2 separate regions of the Columba livia genome follow, and region 1 is linked to region 2. Evidence: chromatin contacts called from public Hi-C data. All regions are on one chromosome and are shown on one strand. Each heading gives the region's core, a stretch centred on a gene start, on an enhancer-like site or on the middle of the called end of the contact. The rest is flanking DNA. Distances are from core to core; before and after follow the strand shown.

Region 1 (5,727 bases), core at 1,340-3,839, 42 kb before region 2:
TGCAAGGTGAGCTGGCAAAACAAACAATCCTTCTTTCTTCACGATGGATCTGCTCCCAGCGCTGGAGCGCGAACAAGCAGGAAAAACAGTGTGTGCTCAGTAGAAAAGACAACGTCTTATTTTTGTGGCTTTAAGTAGGCACCACGTACCACAGGAGTCTTAAAGGAACGAGTTAAAAAGAAGAGTTAAAGAGAAGTTTAGTGGTGTCTGCGTGTTGGCTCTGAGCACGACTCCCATCATTTAACCTGCGGCTCGTGTAAGATGGACCGAGATCGTTGTTCCAGTTGCATGGAGGTGCAGTTGGAGCTGATTCCAGGGTGGATTCACCGGCTTTTGTTCTGTTGTATATCAGGAAATCTCACCCAGGTTTGATCGGTGGTACACACGGTTACTGCTGTTGCATCGGCCACTTCCCTGTAGGTGCCGTGCAGGAAGCTGAGAAAGAATAGAAAACCACTCTGGCTTAGTTTTCTTTCTTGTTCCCGTTATATTAGCCAAGCGCTTGTGTCACTGCAGTAACACCCTGCAGGCTATTGTTATTTTAGTTGTTGGTAAGAAAAAAAACATTCGGGCCACCTATTAAGGGAATGTTACTGTTTGTTCTAAAAACTTTATACTAATAGTAACAAAGCACAGAATCCCAGAATGTCAGGGGTTGGAAGGGACCTGGAAAGCTCATCCAGTGCAATCCCCCCATGGAGCAGGAACACCCAGATGAGGTTACACAGGAAGGTGTCCAGGCGGGTTGGAATGTCTGCACAGAAGGAGACTCCACAACCCCCCTGGGCAGAGCAGAGGGGCAGGAGAACCTCTCTGACCTACTGACCACCCCCTTCTAACCCACCCCAGGTACCATTGGCTTCCTGGCCACAAGGGCCCAGTGCTGGCTCATGGTCACCCTGCTGTCCCCAGGACCCCCAGGTCCCTTTCCCCTACGCTGCTCTCTGATAGCTCATTCCCCAACTTATACTGGAACCCAGGCAGTTAACATCTCATTGCTGTTCAGTAACTGTATCTTGATCCCTGTTCAGTTCATCATTCTTGGGAAAAGTTCATGAATTATAGAACTCACCGCAGTGTTTTCTGAGGTCTGGCAGCACAGATGCTTCTGGAGGGTGGGATGTGGATGGCTCAGGATAAAATCCAGGTAGGAAGGAAAAGCAGGAGATAATCGATGCACAGAATCATTTTTTTGGTTGCCCCCATCGTAAAGAAACATTTGAGGGTCTGTAAAATTCTTTTCCGCTAATCAACATCTTGGAAGCTTTGGTTTGCTTAGAACCTTGTTTAGAAAAATTGCCTCTGTGTAGAGAAGTTCATATGCAAATCGTTCTCCCTTTTGAGTGGAGGAAGATAATGCGGTTTTTGTCAGCCAGGCAATATTTCTTGTTCTTTGAGATCATTTTCAGAAGACATAGAGCAGGCTCCTGACTCCCCTTCAGTTCTCGAAATCCCGCTGTACTTTGAAGACAGGACAGGCTGTAAATCTACAGCGCTCTAAATGCTTTCTGTCCAGTGTTAAGAGCTCCATGTTCTCATGGGTTCATCGGGGGCTGTTTTTCTTTCGGTGTAGTTGTTTTTCTGCCTCACCCTGATTTAAATGTCTGTCTATTTCAGACAGCTTTTGATCATACAGATACGGAATTTCTGGTGGAAAATAAGGTGCGCTGTAGGCTCTGACCAGCTGAAACAGTCCTGTCAACTTCAACATCCCCAGTTGCTTTTGTGTGCTCCCGTAGATATCTGTAGAGGTTCTCTTTCTTTTCCATAGTTGTTCTCCAACAACACAGTGATCTTTGCAATGCAAGAGTTTTCTGGATGGGTAAACTTGGCATCCCATGGCCTACAATCCCTCCTGTGCGTTAGTTTTTCTAGTTGGTGTCACTCATCTGAACAAAATATGCTGCATAAAATGCAACTCCTTTTGAAAAACGTTTTGTTGGAGCTTTTTAAAATTTCCCCTTTTAATTTCTAATGTTAAAAAGTGGTTTTTTTTGAAGTTAACCAGAAAATCTCCAGTGCTTCATGGACTGACACATTATCTGCGAGAAGCTCAGGAAGGCGGCAGAAAATGCGCTTGTTTAATGTTGTTTCTTTGACTAGTAAAACCCCGGTTGCCCTTCAGGTTGTTTAAATTTCACTTCGTATATCAACAAGAAAAATAATTAGTCATAGAGCATCTCATGTGGCTTCCTTTAGTGGTTTTTCTCCAATATCAGATCACTGCTAATTCCATTGAATGATCTATTTGTCTTGTTTTTCAGCTACATGAAAGTAACTATGATGCTGGAAAAGCCCTGCAGCGCTTGGTGAAGAAACCTGTGCCAAAGCTGATTGAGAAATGTTGGACCGAAGATGAAGTGGTAGGAAATGAATTATTCCCTTGAGCCTTATAGTTCATCTTGTTTCTCTTGCTCTTTTTTATTTTATTTATTTTTTTAAGAGGTTACGTTTATGGGGAAGAAGAGGGGCAAATAATTGCAATGCAATTGTTGCAATTGCAATGCAGCAAATCCTTGCTGCACAGGATGAATGTTTGCAGAATTGTGAGTTAGCGGGCCCTTGCTTGATATACAGAACCTGATTAGACTGGGGAAAATACCCTTCTAATAGCAGAATAAGCAAGGAGAACATCAAGTGACGGGTTTTGAGAGGATGCTGTGGGGTAAATTAAGGGCAAAAAAATAGATGCAAAACTTCTGGGCTCCAGATTTCCCTTTTGTTTTCATGTCCAGGAAGGCTTGGCCACCGGCATTAACTGGGGTAGGACAAGATGTAAAAGGCAAAGTGTTGTCTGTGTATTCTTTCCTGCTGGTATTGGAGGAGGTTTATGGTGTCAGCTCACGTTGGCTAATGGGAGGTTGGATATCAGCGTTTCTCATAAACGCAGCTTGAGATTAAGTCCCTTCTTCCTCTCATACGGAATATTAGGAAGTGTTTAGTGGCGTAGTTCTCGATGGATGAAACTTTGACAAGGAGCAGACCCAAACCAGCTTATCTGAAAGCCGGGATTTAGCCATGCTGGCCACGTTTAAAGTATGTAGGAATTCCAGCCCCACAACTGGGCTGGAAACAGGCCGTGCGTCCTGTCCGTGGCTCCCACAGTGATGTATGGAGGTGATGGATTAGAGACCCGCGCTGGATGTTCGGCGCGGTTGTGTCCTCACGGCTGCACGCCCGGGCTCGCTGGGTTGGTCAGACCTTGTGCTGCAGGGGTTGGGCACACAAGTGCTCCCCTGCATTTAAAATAAAAGGTGAAACTCGTGCGTTTTCACTTGGGTTACATTACATTACATACCGATGTTAATTGTGCTTAACAGAAAAGATTTATGTGAAATGTAACCTATAAGGAGATGGTACGTCTTTAGCGAGCCGGCTAGGCATGTGTAGTTTTGTGAAAATGGAAAACCATTCTATTTTGTAGCTCAATAATCAGGCTGCAGTGTGCACTGAAATAGCAAATCAGATGATTGGAAGTTGGTTATGATAAAATATTTATCACAGAACCTCAGACTCGCTTATAGTTTTCACCTTTGGCTGTTGGAAAAGCTGCTCTGGTACGTAGCGTGCTGTATTGGAATAGACCAGGTAGAAATTCAACTTGTCACGTGTACTTACCAGGTATATAAATGAAGAAAATGTGTTACAGTACAAGACAGCATCGCTCACGGAAAAATGGCACGAGAGAAGATCTTGCTTTTCTCTAAATCAATTTTTGAAGCTCGTTAGTTGATCAAGTATGTAAGGAAGTGAATAAAAATAAACATTTTGTGGTTTTGTTAAGCTGCTAATGGCATTGGTGCAACAAAACAGAACCAATTAATAATGGGGGAAACTTTCATGGTCTTTTAGCACTTTTTAATTATTGAGATAATGTCTGGGCAGACTTTGAAAACTGTTGTTTCTCTGAAAGTCTTTCAGGGAGTTATTCCCATGAATTCCTTATGCTTACCCTCTCCTTATGTAAACCCTTTTACGAGAGCTAGACTGGGGCTGGGGCGGGCCATCTAAACCCGGATTAAAACAGGCTGATTCCGCAGCCCAACAAAGACCCTTTGTGCTGAGGAGCTGCCTGGAGCCGTGGAGTGAAACAGCATCATGTGCCAGCACCGACAGCGAAGGACAGGATGAGTAAAAGCCTTAGAACACAGTTTCCTGATAAGTTTTACAGCTATCTTGTCACCAAAGGGAGTTTTGTTTAGGGAACAGGCTGTCGGAACGGATACTTCAAGTGCTGTGCCTGTGTTCAGTAAGTTTGCGATCGTGTTGTTTTAACCTCTGTTTTGTCTGCGTACGCTCTTTCCCACGTTCGTGGGTGAATCGTACAGCGCCAACACCTCTTTTTCGGTGTAGATTTTGTTTCCCTCTCCTTGTTTTCCCATCAGAAGCGTTATGCTGTGAAGGCCGTGGCGGCTGCAGCTCGGGGTGTCTGACGAGTTCATGTTAAAGTTTATTGAAAAGCGCAACATGACTCCAAAAGTGCAGACTGTGAGTACAGAGTAATGATCACTGACTCCATAAATCATTGTCAGTGTCAGCTCGTTTTATCAGATTTGTTCTTGTTCTGTTCCATCCAAGTTTCCAGAAACACTTGGCAGCCCTCCAGCCTCGGCAGAGCCAGAGATCAAACTCTGCTCTTATTTATAGAGCGCTAAGCTCCACCTGCACAACCTCATCGCGTGTTTGGCCCCGGCGGTTTGGAGACAACTCCAGATTAAAGCAGCTCTACTGCACTTCTGAGTGTTTCTCTTTGGGGAAGTTTCCTTAATCATCGGCCCCGTGTAACTGAGCAGAACGTTCTACGTGATATACAGGGTGCTGGAGCCGCGTAGGAACTGCACAGCAACATATCTTTCAGAAAACACTCCTTTGTCAAACCCCAAGTCTGGCCAAAACAATTAAATTTTGTTGAGAATGTTGAGTTTCTCCCCCATCTGATGATGGGAAGCGACAAGCAGCAGGAGCCACTAGTGATGTGGTCCAAACCATCCTATTTGTGCTGGACTTAGAATTAGTCTGTTCTTGCATCCTAGCAAGTATCTACTTAATTTTAAGACTTGCGTAAATAAGCTGATGCCAGGTACAAAGCTCTGGTTCATTAACCTCCTTACCTGAGAAAGTCAGGGCTGCTTCGCACTGATCAGAACTGATTAAAATAAAGGATGGAAGTTACGTTATCTTTACTCCCGATGATGTGGTTACAGAGGTTTAGATCAAATTAAACAGGGGATAAAATTTGCCAGTGATTGAATTAAATGGAAGGCTCTGTAAATACCAAGACAGGGGTTTGTTGTCTCTCTTGTGTTTCTAAACGTATGGCTGTTTTTAAGCCTTTTTTACTCCAGTATGTAAATTCAGAGGTGCACTGTCAAAACACTGCCTAACAAAAGGGACCGAAGGAGCCTCTGTGCTCTGTGTCTGCCCGCAGCTCGGTCAGCAGCTGTTTCCTGTTTATAGAGGTTGTGCTACACCTGACAACATCGGTTTCCAGCCCAGATTTGGTGAGGAGGGGGGTGGTTTCTCTTGTAATGCTCACAAATTCACTTCTGTGGAGGAGTTTGAGCAAGGTCCGTGTTCCTGGTGAGGGGGCACTGATTTAGCCGTGGGGTGTGTTTCATGCGCTATCTTTTGCTAACTTGAGATTGCGGCGTAACCACTTTTCTCCTTTCATTTTCTTGAGCCGTCTTTTCCTGCCCTGGTGTGCTCTAGAACGCTGGTGTTGTCACC
Region 2 (5,509 bases), core at 1,990-4,489:
ATAGTTGAGTTAGATGTGGCACAGAGACATGTTACTCGTGTTTTTTCTGGCTCTGGACAATAACATTTAGATTTCCCTGTGGTTTGCCAAGGACATAGAATCAAGTGGTAGGAGCGAAACAAGAATATCCAGCTGAAAGCAAAAGGGTTTTTTCTTGAGGGCAGAAGAAAAGCGGAATCGTTGGGGAACAGTCAGGCAGTGCGTGCTTAACGAAGCCGGATCAGCCTGTCCCCTAGGCCTGGCTTTGAGTGATGAAGGGATTTTAGAGCCCGGCTGTCACTGTTCCTGTGGTTTGAGGTTAATCAGTACAATTGTACTTCTCGCGCAGGATTGATCTTGGCCAATTTATAAATCTTCTGTCTCTTTGTTTCTATAACCCATGAAACTTAAAAAGGGATGTGCTGAGACTTAATTGGTAAATACTTTATTGATTTTGTCATCAAAGGGAAGATGCTGCAGGATGGTCGAGTGTTACCGTGTTCCTGCAGATGAATGTTTGTTTCAAATGGGAGGTTATTCACGTCCTGTCTGGTATCGTTCTTTCTTTACGGAAGTGATCTACGTGTTTGGGGAACGTGAAAAATGAGAATGGTTTAGTCACTTGACAGCTTGAGGGACTTTGACGTGAAGTCTTGGGGTTCCAGACTTGCCTCAGCGCTGTGGGGTGACGCGGTTCTCTGGGGGATCGTGGGTCTGTGTCGTCTGTCTGCACAAAAGCGTAAAGGTAGGAGGGGGGAGCTCAGTGTCCCTTGGTCTGTGGAGGACCGAGCAGGGCGGCCGCGCTCATTTAGCAGAAACAATCACAAGACATCAAGTTGTACCCGATTGCAGGTTTTTTCCGCAACAGAACTGCAGAAGATACAGATGGAGCCTCAGCTGGGTTCCCAGGCAGTTCGGTGGCTGTTCTGTGCGTGGGGTGAAGTGACAGCGTAAAAAGCCGAGGAGTTAGGCTGGGGTTCTAACATACCAGCCTCTTCTTCTGCTTCCCACTTGGGCAGCCTGGTTGCCAGGAGTTTCAGATGAAAAACCGACCGCTTGACCGTGCTGTTTGCAGAACAAGGAAGCAGAGGATTAGGACAGCCAATCTTCTCCTAAAATTGTAGGTAGAGCTCTTAGCAGAGACCAGGCAGGGAAGGCTGTATTGCCATCCAAAAGGTGATAAATGGCGAGAGGAACTGAGAGATAAAACGCCGATACTTCTAAAGTATGCTAGAGAACTGAGGGATCTGCAGGATGTTCCGTAGAGAGCATCCCACAGTTTTTAATGTGCTGTTTTTGTAGCGTTAGTAAAATATTGCTTGGTTTATAAAAGCCTCTCTTAAAATTTCAGTAATGTTTTAGGTTATGCAGTGTTCCCGTGCACCCAAGGTGGATGTTAATCAGTGCTGCTGAACGAGCTGCTGAGACTTATTGCTTAATTAGAGCATATGCAAACCTATTTGTCAGAGTTGGCAGAGGCACATAGACCAAGCTTAAAATTGTGAGAATGCCTGAGCTCGGCTCTGGGGAGCTGCTCACAGCTGGTCTTTCTCTTCCCTGCTGCAGTTTTTCAATACTTTACCTTGTTTAGACCAAGACGAGAGTTCTGCCGTTTCTGTCTCGTAATAAGCAGTACCCATGCGCTGCTCTCCGTTCCCTGTCCCATTCGGGAGGGCAGTGGGTTTGCTGCCTGTTTACACACATCTGCACCTCTTGTGTTGGCAGCTCCTGGGTTTGCGGACGTTCGTGACCAAAACCTGCATTTTTTCTCCCAATCTTAGCAGCGTATGCCAATATTCTGGGTTATGTGGCATCAGCCTGGCGGTGACAGCCAGCGATCCACTGGCCTGTACTGGAGGTGCGTACCGTAAACCTATGGCACAAAACTCCGCCTGTATAGTCCCCTTTCTTGATGAGCCCTCGGTGCTTGGGCAGGTGTTGTAACCAGGACTGGTGAACCCGGAGGATTCAGGGAGATGCTGGACACAGTGTTTTTACCACAGGACTTGAGCTAAATTGAGTTGACTTAATAAAATCTTGATGCATTCCAGAGAGATTGTGAATTCATTAAGACCACGGCTGGACAATCTGTTCCCCTCCGCTCTGCCACGGCTGCTTTATAGCCATTGAAGAGAGTTGTCATTTACCTTTTCTGTTTAATTACTGTAAAGCTATTCCTCCTCCCCCATGATTTTATATTTTTCCCTGGCAGAGCGAGGCTCTGGGGAAATTAAACAGCAATTATTATGTTTGCTCACTCTGTTATACCATAACAGATACTTGAGGGTGAGCTGATGTGTTTGTGTGATTGGCTTCCATGGGAGCGGCAGGGCTGTCAGAACCTCTCAAATCCAGAAACGCAGCGTTAATCCTTTGTTTACCTAAGGCAAGACTAAGCACAAACACAGGGCACAGCTTGTATTGTGTATTTTACATTTGAAAACTGCTGATAAGGAGCGAGAAACCAGGGCACGCAGCGCTTGCTGGCGCTGGAGTTAGTTTGGTAAGGGTATGGAGGAGTTAGTCAGGCTTGTCCTGGTGTTTGGGGAAAAAATATGGGTGAGGGCGGTGGGTGAAAACGGTGGGAGAAGGAAGAGAAAGATGCTACACGCCGAGGAAATAATCTAATAAATGCAGGTGGCTGTGCTGGGTGAGGGAGGATGGGGCTGGTGGGCACCTGGAGACTGAACTGAACTGCAGAGGACGTCTCAGGGCTGCATCCTCCTGCAGGACGGGATCTGAACCATTTCCTTCTCTGTACAAATAATCCCTGCAACAGGGCTCGGAGGAGATGAAGCGTGACTCATTTCTATGTACCTACACCGCGGGGCGAAATGGCCTTGGCAGGAGAAGGCGAGAGATTGGAGGAGTTGTGAGCTCTGGATGTATTTTAGAATTGATGAAAGCTGAACCACGGATTTTAGCGGAGAACATATCCCCTCCGTCTTGCAGAAACTCCACTAGCGGCAGAGCAGATGTTGTCGAGGAAAGGTGGCGCTGGGTTAGAGAGCGACCAGCAAGGTCAGTGTTGGAGCAGCAGGTTCAGCCCTCCCTGGGCTTGGCTTGTGAGCCCCGAGTTTCATTTCCACCCGCCAGAGCCCTCCGTGCTCTCACCCCTTCCCTGATTTACCTCTGGAAATGAGGGGGATGTCACTCTTAAGTTGAGTGAGTATAATGACGCAATGAGGGATGGTTCAGTCTGCTTTATCTGGTGTGATTTTAGCACGCACGTCACTAGCAATACCCAGTTCCTGGCATGAAAAGCTTGACCGGAGACACACAGTGTGTTTCAGGTTGTGAGGTCAGGGCTGTTCCCCGGGTGTAGAACCACTGTCCAGACAACCAGATGGAGAGCAGCGGCTCCCACCGCCGGCTCGCAGTCGGTGCGGAGATGTGGGACGCGTTGACTGCGAGACCTTGCGGTGAGCTGAGATCACCGGGAACAAAATGATCATTACAGGCCATTCATGTCAGCAGCTTCATGCTTTTCTGTTTGCTTGCAAGCAAAACCAGCAGCTAATTTGCAAGGCTGCCTTTTGTAAAAGGGCCTTTTGATCAATGCGTGCCTGTGTTAATGTTTCAGTAGGCTATTGATTTCTGCAGCGCCTTTTGTTCCCTGAATTTATGTGCGATGGGTTTTGGCAGCGCACACTGTGCATGTTTGATTAAAGTTCATTTGACTTTGCTCGCAGTGAAGCTGGAAGCTGCTTTTACTCCCTGTTTGTAGAACCAGGGCTTTTCTGAGTTACTCCTTTGTGCTCCAGCTCCTGCCCCCCGTGCAGGCACCACCGCGCTGCTGCTAATCCTTCCACTCACCCCTCTCCAGCGTTTAATCCCTTAGGTAGACAATATAATATTAGATAGCCAGGCAGCTAACAAGACCTGGCATGGAATTTTTCCGGTGTAGTATGTGCCTAACCTGCGTGCACGTATAAAACATTAACGTTCTCTATGGATACTCCTCTCTGAGTTTTACTTCTCTGTTTTTATCAGAGAGTTACGTCATTTACCAAGTCACAACCCTGTGCAGTCTCACCATGGATTTATCTTCTGTATTTCACAGAATATTCTCCAATCCTTTTAATACACCCAGATTTGATAGGTGGGGTACGACTAGTTGTTAAATAAATTGGTTTCATCTTGACCTGCTTGCAGTTGAGACTCAAGTTTCCAGAGGGTCTCAGGGGAAAAAAGGCATTATGATCATGAGCTTATTATTTATAAATATACACCATTTATTTTTTAAAAGTCTGGTAGCGCATGTATAAGTTGTGAAACTTCCCTTGGGACCTTGCGACGTGTAAACAGAGCTCAGAGATGTTCCCGGTTGCTGTTTTATGATGGGAGGAGGACAGATCGGTGCGTGCTCTGTTGCCACGTGTCAGAGGACCCATCAGTTCACTGCCATAGAGACTTGGGATTTACTGACACCTCAGATTGGATATAAATGAATTTATAAGTAAAAAGTGGTGTTAGTTTCATTTGCAGGACACTTTCCACCTCTGACAAGCGTTGCCAAGCCTTTCCACAGAGCTCTGTGTGCCTCTGGGCACCGGCCAGATCCGCAGCTTGACAAACAGTCGCGCTGGATGGACTTTGAACCCGCTTAATGGACTCCAAGTAGAATGTTATTTCTAAAGCAAACACGTGCAGTTGAACAGGCGGCAGCAGAGCAGGGTGCTGGGGGCACAACTCCGTGTTCTTCCCAGGTCTGACATGGCTTAAATGCTCATCGCCAGCCTGCACCCGTTTTAGGTTTAGCTTATCCTCAGGAAAGAGTTTTGTATATATATTATTTTTCCTTTAATAGGGCTTTTGTCCTTCAGAATCAACAGTTGCAGGTAACGATTAATTTTGCCCATGTCTCCTCCTCTTTACCAAGTGTCGCTCCAAATACAATTTGGTGTGAACATGGTTGGAGCTTGTGCTGGAGATCAATCCCATCAATCCCAGTCTATAGCAGCGCCGATTAAAAATGCATTTATTCTGTCTATCGCCAGCAGTCAAAGTTGTGGTTATGTTCTCTTCCTGCTGTTTCTGGTTTTAAATCAGGCATTGGTAAAATTCACGTCTTAAATGTCAGCAGTTAATGCCTAGAACAACATCCTCCTTTTGTCTTTCAAGTGTTGCAGTGGTACAGATGTTAGTCAGGGCTGTAATTGCTTGTTCCAGGCCCTTGGGAGAGTTTGGATTAAGGGTGTGTCTTTATTAGACTCGACTTGAGTGATGTGCCCCGAGCACAGGCTGCAGGATTTCCCTGTGGAGGGAGCGGGCTGGGGCTGTGCTGTTTGATCACATAAAACGCAGTTCAAAGGAGGCCTTTTTGTGGGTAATTCAAGTATGTTTGTTCTCATGTTGATTTTTCAAGGGGCTGGTTAGAACTTCTCCATTATTTTCCTCTTGCGACTTGAAAGCAGCAACACCTTTTACCTTAGAGGCAGACAAGTCGCCAGGAAATGATGGGGTTTCAAAGTAAGAGAAAAGAGATTAAAACCACATGCTGTTCTTCGGTTCGGCGTTACATCCGCTA

Evidence for each region. A called contact is a pair of places that touch in the nucleus more often than the background predicts.
Region 1: a Hi-C map of crop shows a contact between it and region 2, with 2.3 times the contacts expected there. The contact joins two enhancer-like sites. A contact is called at or near these places in 2 of 2 Hi-C or Micro-C datasets (crop and liver).

Annotation. Positions count from the first base shown.
Region 1 is chr21:2,910,868-2,916,594 of bColLiv1.pat.W.v2, reverse strand. RERE (arginine-glutamic acid dipeptide repeats) reads left to right here. Exons shown (of 22, transcript XM_065037951.1): 10 at 2,265-2,363. Among named protein-coding and RNA genes, the nearest start is that of RERE, 110 kb to the left of the region's middle. Within about 2 kb of position 2,589, at least 1 of the 3 cell types and tissues checked has an H3K27ac peak away from gene starts, as active enhancers do.
Region 2 is chr21:2,869,446-2,874,954 of bColLiv1.pat.W.v2, reverse strand. The region is part of intron 11 of RERE (arginine-glutamic acid dipeptide repeats); the gene reads left to right. Among named protein-coding and RNA genes, the nearest start is that of SAMD11, 93 kb to the right of the region's middle. Within about 2 kb of position 3,239, at least 2 of the 3 cell types and tissues checked have an H3K27ac peak away from gene starts, as active enhancers do.